Linked DNA regions of Rattus norvegicus: region 1 is linked to region 2. Evidence: chromatin contacts called from public Hi-C data. All regions are on one chromosome and are shown on one strand. Each heading gives the region's core, a stretch centred on a gene start, on an enhancer-like site or on the middle of the called end of the contact. The rest is flanking DNA. Distances are from core to core; before and after follow the strand shown. Region 1 holds the start of Hsp90ab1 (heat shock protein 90 alpha family class B member 1). Region 2 holds the start of Mad2l1bp (MAD2L1 binding protein).

Region 1 (4,295 bases), core at 986-3,485, 600 kb before region 2:
AAGGCTGCTTCTTTCTGGCTTTCCCCCAGAGAATTCTACCAACCCAACGTAGACTGCCATCTCACCGTGGTCTGCACGGACAGTGAAGGATCCACCAGCAGAAGACTCCCAGGCATACTGCTCATCATCGTTGTGCTTCGTGATCACAACCACTTTCTCTGCCACCAGGTAGGCAGAGTAGAAGCCGACACCAAACTGCCCAATCATGGAGATGTCTGCACCAGCCTGCAAAGGGTTGTAAGAGAGTGAGCAAAACTGTTCTTGTACAAGCACAACCGCTTGCTGAGCAAGTGTAGTAATCAGTTCAACTTCCAGAATCTAGGCCACAAGTACTTATTAGAAAGACAGACCACACATCCTAGTCTGACAAGTTTTAAATTAGCAAGCCAGAAGCAGTAACAAATTGAGAATGGCATGGGTGGAAGGCCACACACGCACCTGGAGAGCCTCCATGAACGCCTTTGTACCAGACTTAGCAATGGTTCCCAAGTTATTTATGAGGTCAGCCTTGGTCATGCCAATGCCTGTGTCCACCAAAGTCAGCGTGCGTTCCTGAGGGTTGGGGATGATGTCAATCTTCAGCTCTTTCCCGCTGTCCAACTTGGAAGGGTCAGTCAGGCTCTCATACCGAATCTTGTCCAGGGCCTGTAATGTACACGTACACAGCCACTTATTCCATTTATCCAAACAGTTCCTTCTCATCAACTGCTGGATTACTCTAATCACTCCCTGCTTCTCTCTCTCTCTCTCTCTCTCTCACACTCACTCACTCACTCACACTCTTCTGTGGCGTCTTAGAAATTCAACAGAACACTCACATCAGAAGCATTAGAGATCAACTCCCGGAGGAAAATCTCTTTGTTTGAGTAGAAAGTGTTGATGATGAGGGACATCAGCTGGGCAATTTCTGCCTGAAAGGCGAAGGTCTCCACCTCTTCCTCTCCATGGTGCACTTCCTCAGGCATCTAAGAATGAAAGTCTTATTAAAAGTTCAGTTCAAACTTCTTTAATCTGGGTAGTACCCATTCCCAAGACTAGAACCGCCATTTGTTTAAAAAAAGAAAGAAATAAAAGAAAGACCTTAAAGCTACAGTGGCAAGACAAATCAAGAATGGAAAAAAACCCAAAGGATGGCTCTTCAAACTAATGTCCAAATGTCAGACTTTTTGAACGGCATATTAAGAGTTCAGCTCCCTGACTCAGAACAGAACACCTGCCGATATAGTAAAAATCCAGACTGAGTTAACTATACAATAAGATCCCCAATTTCTTCTTCATTCTTCACTGGGGTTAAGTATCAACTTTAACAGAAAGAGCAGCCTCCCGTAAACGGATTTGTGCTCTTCCCCTCGGCAGGGCAAGAAAACCCGAAGCTATAGTTCTGGAAGGACTCAAAGGGCAATTAAATCAGGACAAAGAGGTAAAAAGCTCCACCATGAACGCTGAACTGTGCAGACTTGCATAGGCCCAAACACAAGTAAAATGGTGGCCCAGCCGTCCGGCGACCCGGACATGCGTCGCCAGGAGACTCACGGGGAGGGGGCGCCACTGTAGCCCTCCCACCGCCCCAGCATCCGGGCACTGGGGCGGGGCGCCCGAGGCTTCCAGAACAATCTGAGCTCCCGGGAGGGGAGGAGTAAGGGAGGGACCTAAGAATCTCCCCGTACCTGCTCCCTCCCCGTTTCTCCTCCCACTCCACGGGGAGGGCAGCAGAAAGATCTGGAAAGGGACAAACGCAGTGGGTTCAAGCGTTCCTGCCAACCCTTGTACCCCTCCCCAGAACAAAACACGTTGGGAAACGCGTCCGGGGGAGGTAGCCAGGCCAACCTCGTCTTGCTGAGTCATGCACATAGCAGCCCGCCACCGCGCGGACCCTATGGACCCTGCAGCCGCGCCCGGAAGTGGAGGGCAAACATGGCAGCGTCCCGGGTCGGCGGCTACCACGTGCGGCCGCCCACCACCTGGCCCGGCCGCACCCCCACCTCACGCTCTGGGGAATCCACCGGCCCCGGGGGAGCCTCGCGGTGCAAGCCCGCCGGGGTCCACCATGAGCCACTGGAGACATTCTAGGCACATTATCCCCGCAGACCGCCCAGCCCAACAAGGAGCCTTTAGTTCAGATGAGATGTTGGCGGAGACCCCAGGAAGAAGACCCACGGAGCCGCCAAGTACAGGAGAGCGCGGCCTTACCTTGACGAGAAAGCCGAGTAGTAGTACAGAGCAGGGTGGGCCCGGACCACGTCCGACTCGCACGGCAAGCCTAGGCTGCGCGGGGGTGACTCAAGAGAGCTCCCAAACGCCCCCGACCGCCCTATATAAGGCGAAGCACAGCCCTAGCCCCGCCCTTGGATCCCTCCGCCTTAAAGGAGTGGCTGCCAGCCACGCACCTGCCACCGCCCGCCCACCTTGACGTCATGCTCGCAGACCGGGGAGGGGGCGGGGAAGAGCGGGACCCCGGGCCTGGGCTGCGAGTCAAGGCCAATTCAATAGCGTTTGGTACCCTCATTTCTGCATGAGTAGGACATGTAGCCCTCAAGATGGCCAGGGAGCATGCATATGCTATTAGGGGATGTATCTGCGGCGAATACCCCACGGACTCGCGCAGAAAATTCGATGTAGGCGCTCCCACCCTCAAGAGTCCAGTCCTCAAGGGACTTCTGAAAGAGAACGGAGGTGACCAATTCGGCTGCCATTTTCAGACCCGATCTTACTAGAATGTTCCCTACAAATCGCACATCGAGAGAAAAGGATGATAAGAAATTCGTTGTCCAACTTTAAGGAGTCCCTGATCCCCACCCTCCCCGGTACAGCGAAGCGGCAGGCGGGGAGCAGCTTCTCCGAGGGGAGGGGCGCGGGCCTGGGCTAGCAGGGACTCTTTGGCGGCCTGTGGCGGAAGGAGCAGCAGTGGCGGTGCTTCGATTTCTTCCAGCAGTTTCTAGGCCTGTCTCGGCGGTCTCAACCCCTCCCCCCGAGGCTCCACCTCCCCTGCTGCGGCGGGGGCTGTGTCTTCATCGCCTTTCGGCTGGTTCTTTTTCTCTGCCACGATCTTAACCTGGGGAAATATTTTCCCCAAGTCTCTGTACCATGGGCTACGTTTGTACGACTCGTGGCCCTGGAAGGCCCACATTACTGTGGAGGTGTGGAGCGCAGAGGGGGGAGGGATGGCTGACCTGGATCGGTCACAGGGCACGGGGGCTGTGGGGGTGAGTGACTGCGGACACCTTTCTGTGAACAGAGACGGGAAACCGAACGCTACTGGGTAGAACACTCCCCAACCCTCAGCCTCCCGGGTCGCCCACGTACAAGGCGCGCGGGGACATGTGCCTTCCCTTTGCGAGCACAAGCTGTTTCTCAAGCTGGTTTCGCTTTTCTAGCTAGCCCTCTTCCCTACTGCAGCTCTTTGAACCTAGAGAGGAGGAGGTCACGGTCTTTGCAGATTAACGAGAGCTCTAAGGTATCCGCATGAAGATGCTGGTCACAGGTTGGCCGGGTTCCAGGAGCCAGAACCAAGTTGCACCAGTGTTTTGGTTCTGGAGGTGACCCGCCATGCCTTGCCTGTCCTTCAGCTGGCAATCTAGCCTTGCGGTTTTCCAAGGCTGCATCTGGAAGCTTGTTGGACTGATGAGCCCTCCTGGAGAGAATGGCCACTTTGTAAATGGTCCTCTGCTTTCTTAGCTCGCTCTGGCCCGGTGCCCCTGCACCACCGCCCACACCTTTGTTCCCGGTGCTTGCATGCAGCCTATCTAAAGTGAATTCATTGTTACACAGTAGTTGCTTTCTTCCTTGCCCCTCTGTCCACTCCATCTGGTATCATCCCACCCTGCACCCTCTGTATCCTCTCCTTAATTGTAGCGTGTGTGTGTGTGTGTGTGTGTGTGTGTGTGTGTGTGTGTGTGTGTGCGCGCGCGCGCGCGCACGTGTCTGTGTGTGTGTGTGTGCGTGTCTGTGTGTGCGTGTGTGTGTGTGTGTGTCTCCCATAAAGAAATCAATATATGAGTAGGATTGTCAGGAAGGCCCTAGGGTGTTGGATTGATTCATAATCTGAAACCAGGAACTCAACGCTGATCTCTGAGCTGGACATTTAGCTCCCGGGTAGTGTTTCCCTGACCCACAAACAGCCCTGACTGCCTCTACTTGGCCCCTGAATGGTTGAAAGCTACTCTATACATTTCATGGACAGGAAAAGGAAGGGTTCCGTGAATAACCCTTCCTAAACCCAGGGTCCTTCCTGTTCTGAAAGTGGAGTGGGAGCCAAGTCTGAAGGAGGCCAAGAGTCTCGGTAAGAGTTTCCCTTT
Region 2 (3,939 bases), core at 1,084-3,583:
GGCAGTACTGAACACAAACCTGTGTGAGGAATTCTCAAGGGACAGTTTCTCTCTCTCTCTCTCTCTCTCTCTCTCTCTCTCTCTCTCCCTTGTTAAGACAGGGTCTCCCTGTGTACCTCAGCTGTCCTGGAACTGCCAGTGAAGACCAGGATGGTCTAGAACTCAGAGAGAGGTCTGTCTGCCTGCCTCTCTCTCGACTGCTGGGGTTAGAGCACCACACCTGGCCCTCGGTGAGTTCTCCAAGGAGATCTCCTTATGGTATAATTACCTTATAAGGCTCAGGCATCAGACAACAGTTTATTCTATTTACCAGATAGTAAAACATTCCAACATAAAACAACCAACCACGAAAGCCGAAAGACACAAAGGAAAAGGCTTGTAGGAGACACTTGGAGGAGCAAGAGGAAAGTGGGAAGGATCCTTAAAAAAAAAAAAAAAAATAGAATTTCATGGTCCTGAAGGGCATGATAGCTATAATCCCAGCCCCAGGGCTGAGGTGGGAGGAATACTGAAAATCACAAGCTAATCGGACCAGGAGATGGCTCATGCACGCGGGAGGCAGAGGCAGGTCGATCTGTCTCTGAGTTTGAGGCCAGCCTGGTTTATATAGAGTGAGCTCCAGGACAATGAAGGTAACACAAAAAAACCCTGTCTTAATAGAAGAAGGAGAGGAGAGCGAAAGGGAGGGGAGGGGGAGGGGAGGGGGAGAGGAGATGGGAGGGGGAGAGGAGATGGGAGGGGGAGAGGAGATGGGAGAGGAGATGGGAGGGGGAGGGGAGGGGGAGGGAAGGGGAGGGGAGGGGGAGAAGAGAAGAAGAAAGGAGAGGAGGAGGAGGAAGGAAAGAAAGAGAAGATGAAGAAAATCATTAGAATCTGAAACCTAGAAATTCTTCCAAAACACACTAAAACAAAACCAGAAAGAGAGGTAAAATGTGGTAAGAAAAAGAACTTCAAATGTAAAGAGCTGGTTCAGGTCTGGGGATGTAGCTCAGTAACATAGCATTGTAGCATGTGAGAGGCCTTGGAGAAGGGAGGGGAGAGGGAGAAGCTAGAGGGAAGGAGGTGGAGATATGGAGAGGGACAGGGAGAGGGAAAAAAGGAGGGAGGTTGGGAGAGAGGGAAAGAGAGACAAAAAGAGGCAGACGGAGACCATCTAGTCTAAGGAAAGGCCAGATGTGGTGAAGCACACTTGTGACCTCAGAAGTCACTGGGGAAGTTGAGGTAGCCAGGTTTCAGAGACCAGCCTAAACTACATAGTGAAATCCTATTCCCGATAAAAAATTAAAGAACAAATCCATAATATCCGTATACACCACATAATAGGAAGAATCTCAGAAAAAGAACAAGAGGGGTTGGGGATTTAGCTCAGTGGTAGAGCGCTTGCCTAGGAAGCGCAAGGCCCTGGGTTCGGTCCCCAGCTCCGGAAAAAAAAAAAAGAAAAAAGAAAAAGAACAAGCGAAAAAAGTGAGAGACCCAGAGACCCAAGTGCAGAGAAAATGAGGCAAGGAAGCCTTTGCAAAAGCCTAGACTTCCACGGAGGCTGAGACGTCTTAGGTCACTTTTCTAGTTGCCCACCATCTAAGGGCCCATAAGTCTTCCGAATTTTCTCAGGAAGCCTGTACATACCTGGGGAGAAGATTTCTGGTAGAAGTGCTTCAGCTGTTCATAGGGCAAAGGGAGCTGTTGGCGTTGGTACATGATATGCTTTAGAAGTTCACAAGTGAACTGGCAGCAGCCTTCCTGGCTCACGGGTCCAGGAAACACCACCGGTACCAGGTCTCTTGGGCAAAAGGGCTCCACAGAATTGGAAGGTTCCTGGACTGGCGGGATGACGGTCTCAAGATCTACCCCGGGTGCACGAGTTTCTTCCGGTTTCTCAGTCCAATCCAAATCTAGTCCATAAATGAAAAAGGTAAAGAAAGGAGGGGCGATGTCACAATAAGCGTTAGGTTTCTTGTTCCCAGGGGCTCAGTCAGCAGACACTCCCATAAGTGACAGGAAACCTGATCCGGGCTGGGGGCGATTTAAATGACATCAGGGCCAGAAGAGGGACTTTAGGGAGGCTTTGCTCCGAGTTGGGGCCAGGACACCCAAAGGAACAGAACAGAAGAAAAATTCCACCCAGGGCAACTCGCAGAGACAGGGAGGACTGGGACACCGGGAACCACTGGGATAGGAAGGAACGCCGGAGGAAATGTCAACCACTAAATGTCTCTGGGGAGGTAGCAGCAGGGAAGAAGCGAGCTCCCAAGTAATGGATCCCACGTCTTACTTGGGGCAGCAGCAGGGGACAGCTCCGACCGATCCTCCTGCCCGGATGCGGCCATCGTGACTGCCAGCTTAGTAGTCCTGCAGTTAAAATAGACGCCGCGCAAAGGATCATGGGAAGCTTAAACTCCACTTCCGGCTCCTAGCAGCCGGAAGGGACTCAGCACGGCCGCTGAATGGTGAAGCTTGGACTGAGAAGACTTGAGCCACACCCAGGCCAGGGAGCGCTTGGCTCATCCCTCTAGGGCTGGGTCTGCCTTTCTAAGGACGCATCCATTCACTCCAGTTCCCTGAACACCTCACTCTCCCGGCGTCTGCTTCATTCCAGGGCCCTGTCCTAGGTGCTGGAGACGCAGCCGCTGTCAAGCCACTCTCCAGCCCTGTTCTTAAGAGGTTCATGCCTGGCCTGGGGCACCTGATCCAAAGCGGGTAGGGCGGGGTTAGGTGCCCGAAAGGGTGGTTTCCGGAATGTATGTACTGTGACTGGGTAAAAAGGATAATCCTAGTGAGATCTTGAGAGATACACTCTCTTTTCAAAGACTCAAAGAAGTTTATACTGAGAATGCTAGGCTGACTCCGTGGGAGAATTCAAATAGGCAGTTCAGGAGAGTATGCCTAAGAACCGGGCAGGTTCAAGCAAGTCAATTACTAGGGGGAAAAAAAATCCCCGACTTAAGGCAGCTGGTCAAAATTGCCCTGCCATCAGAAGCTGCCCGGCCACCTAGTCAGCAGCAGTTTCCAGACTTCTTAGCAACAGGTTCCACACTTCCCCAGCAATAGTTTCCAGACCCCCAGACCCCAGCCCCAGCCCCAGCAATGGTTCAGGAATGTCCTTAGAGATAGAGCTGAGATTAAGTGAGCGAGATAGAGGTCACTTACCCCTCCCCGGAATTCCCCTAAGATGCTTTAAATCCACCTGTGAGCTCCCTTCGGGTCTTTCTATCTCGGTAATGGGAGACCCCAGCAGAAAAAAACCCACTTTGTGTTTACATACTATTTGAGGCCAGGGTATAATTCTTCGGCGAATCATGGACCCTTACAATACTATAAAGAGTTAAGGGGGCTGGGGATTTAGCTCAGTGGTAGAGCGCTTGCCTAGCAAGCACAAGGCCCTGGGTTCGGTCCCCAGCTCCGAAAAAAAAAAAAAGAAAAAAGAAAAAAAAAAGAGTTAAGGTTTTTAGATGGGCAGTGGTGGTGCACACCTTTAATCCCAGCACTCAGGAGGAGGCAGAGGCAGGCAGATTTCTGAGTTCGAGGCCTTCCTGAATCATTAAGGTGGGAGTAGATAAACAGAATCAAGGTCATGACAGGACTTCCTAAGTGATGAAGTTTCAACTTGATCTCATGTAGGGGGATGGGTAAACTTTTTCAAAGTAAGGAATCCTGGGAGATACTACAGAGATAAAGAAGCTTGCTGCCAAGCTTAATGCCTCACAGCCATCTGTAATGGGATCTGATGCCCTCTTCTGGTTGTGTCTGAAGATAGCTAGAGTGTACTCGTATACCTAAAATAAAACTTAAAATGTTATGGCTGGTCGTGGTGGCACACACCATTAATCCCAGCACTGGGGAGGCAGAGGCAGATAGATCTAGAGTTTGAGGCCAGCCTGGTCTATAGAGTGAGTGCCAGGATAGCCAGGGTTATACCGAGAATCCCTGTGTCAAAAGTGG

What was found. Hi-C and Micro-C count contacts between places; a contact is called where the count stands out from the background.
Region 1: a Hi-C map of hepatocytes shows a contact between it and region 2, with 2.1 times the contacts expected there. The contact joins the promoter of Hsp90ab1 here to the promoter of Mad2l1bp in region 2. A contact is called at or near these places in 1 of 12 Hi-C or Micro-C datasets (hepatocytes) and 1 of 1 datasets of contacts at active chromatin or transcription factors (oligodendrocytes).

Annotation. Positions count from the first base shown.
Region 1 is chr9:22,928,363-22,932,657 of GRCr8, reverse strand. Hsp90ab1 (heat shock protein 90 alpha family class B member 1) reads right to left here and starts at 2,235. Exons shown (of 11, transcript NM_001004082.3): 1 at 2,191-2,235; 2 at 819-965; 3 at 439-645; 4 at 66-225. The coding sequence starts at 965.
Region 2 is chr9:22,328,093-22,332,031 of GRCr8, reverse strand. Mad2l1bp (MAD2L1 binding protein) reads right to left here and starts at 2,333. Exons shown (of 3, transcript NM_001009699.1): 1 at 2,273-2,333; 2 at 1,627-1,892. The coding sequence starts at 2,327.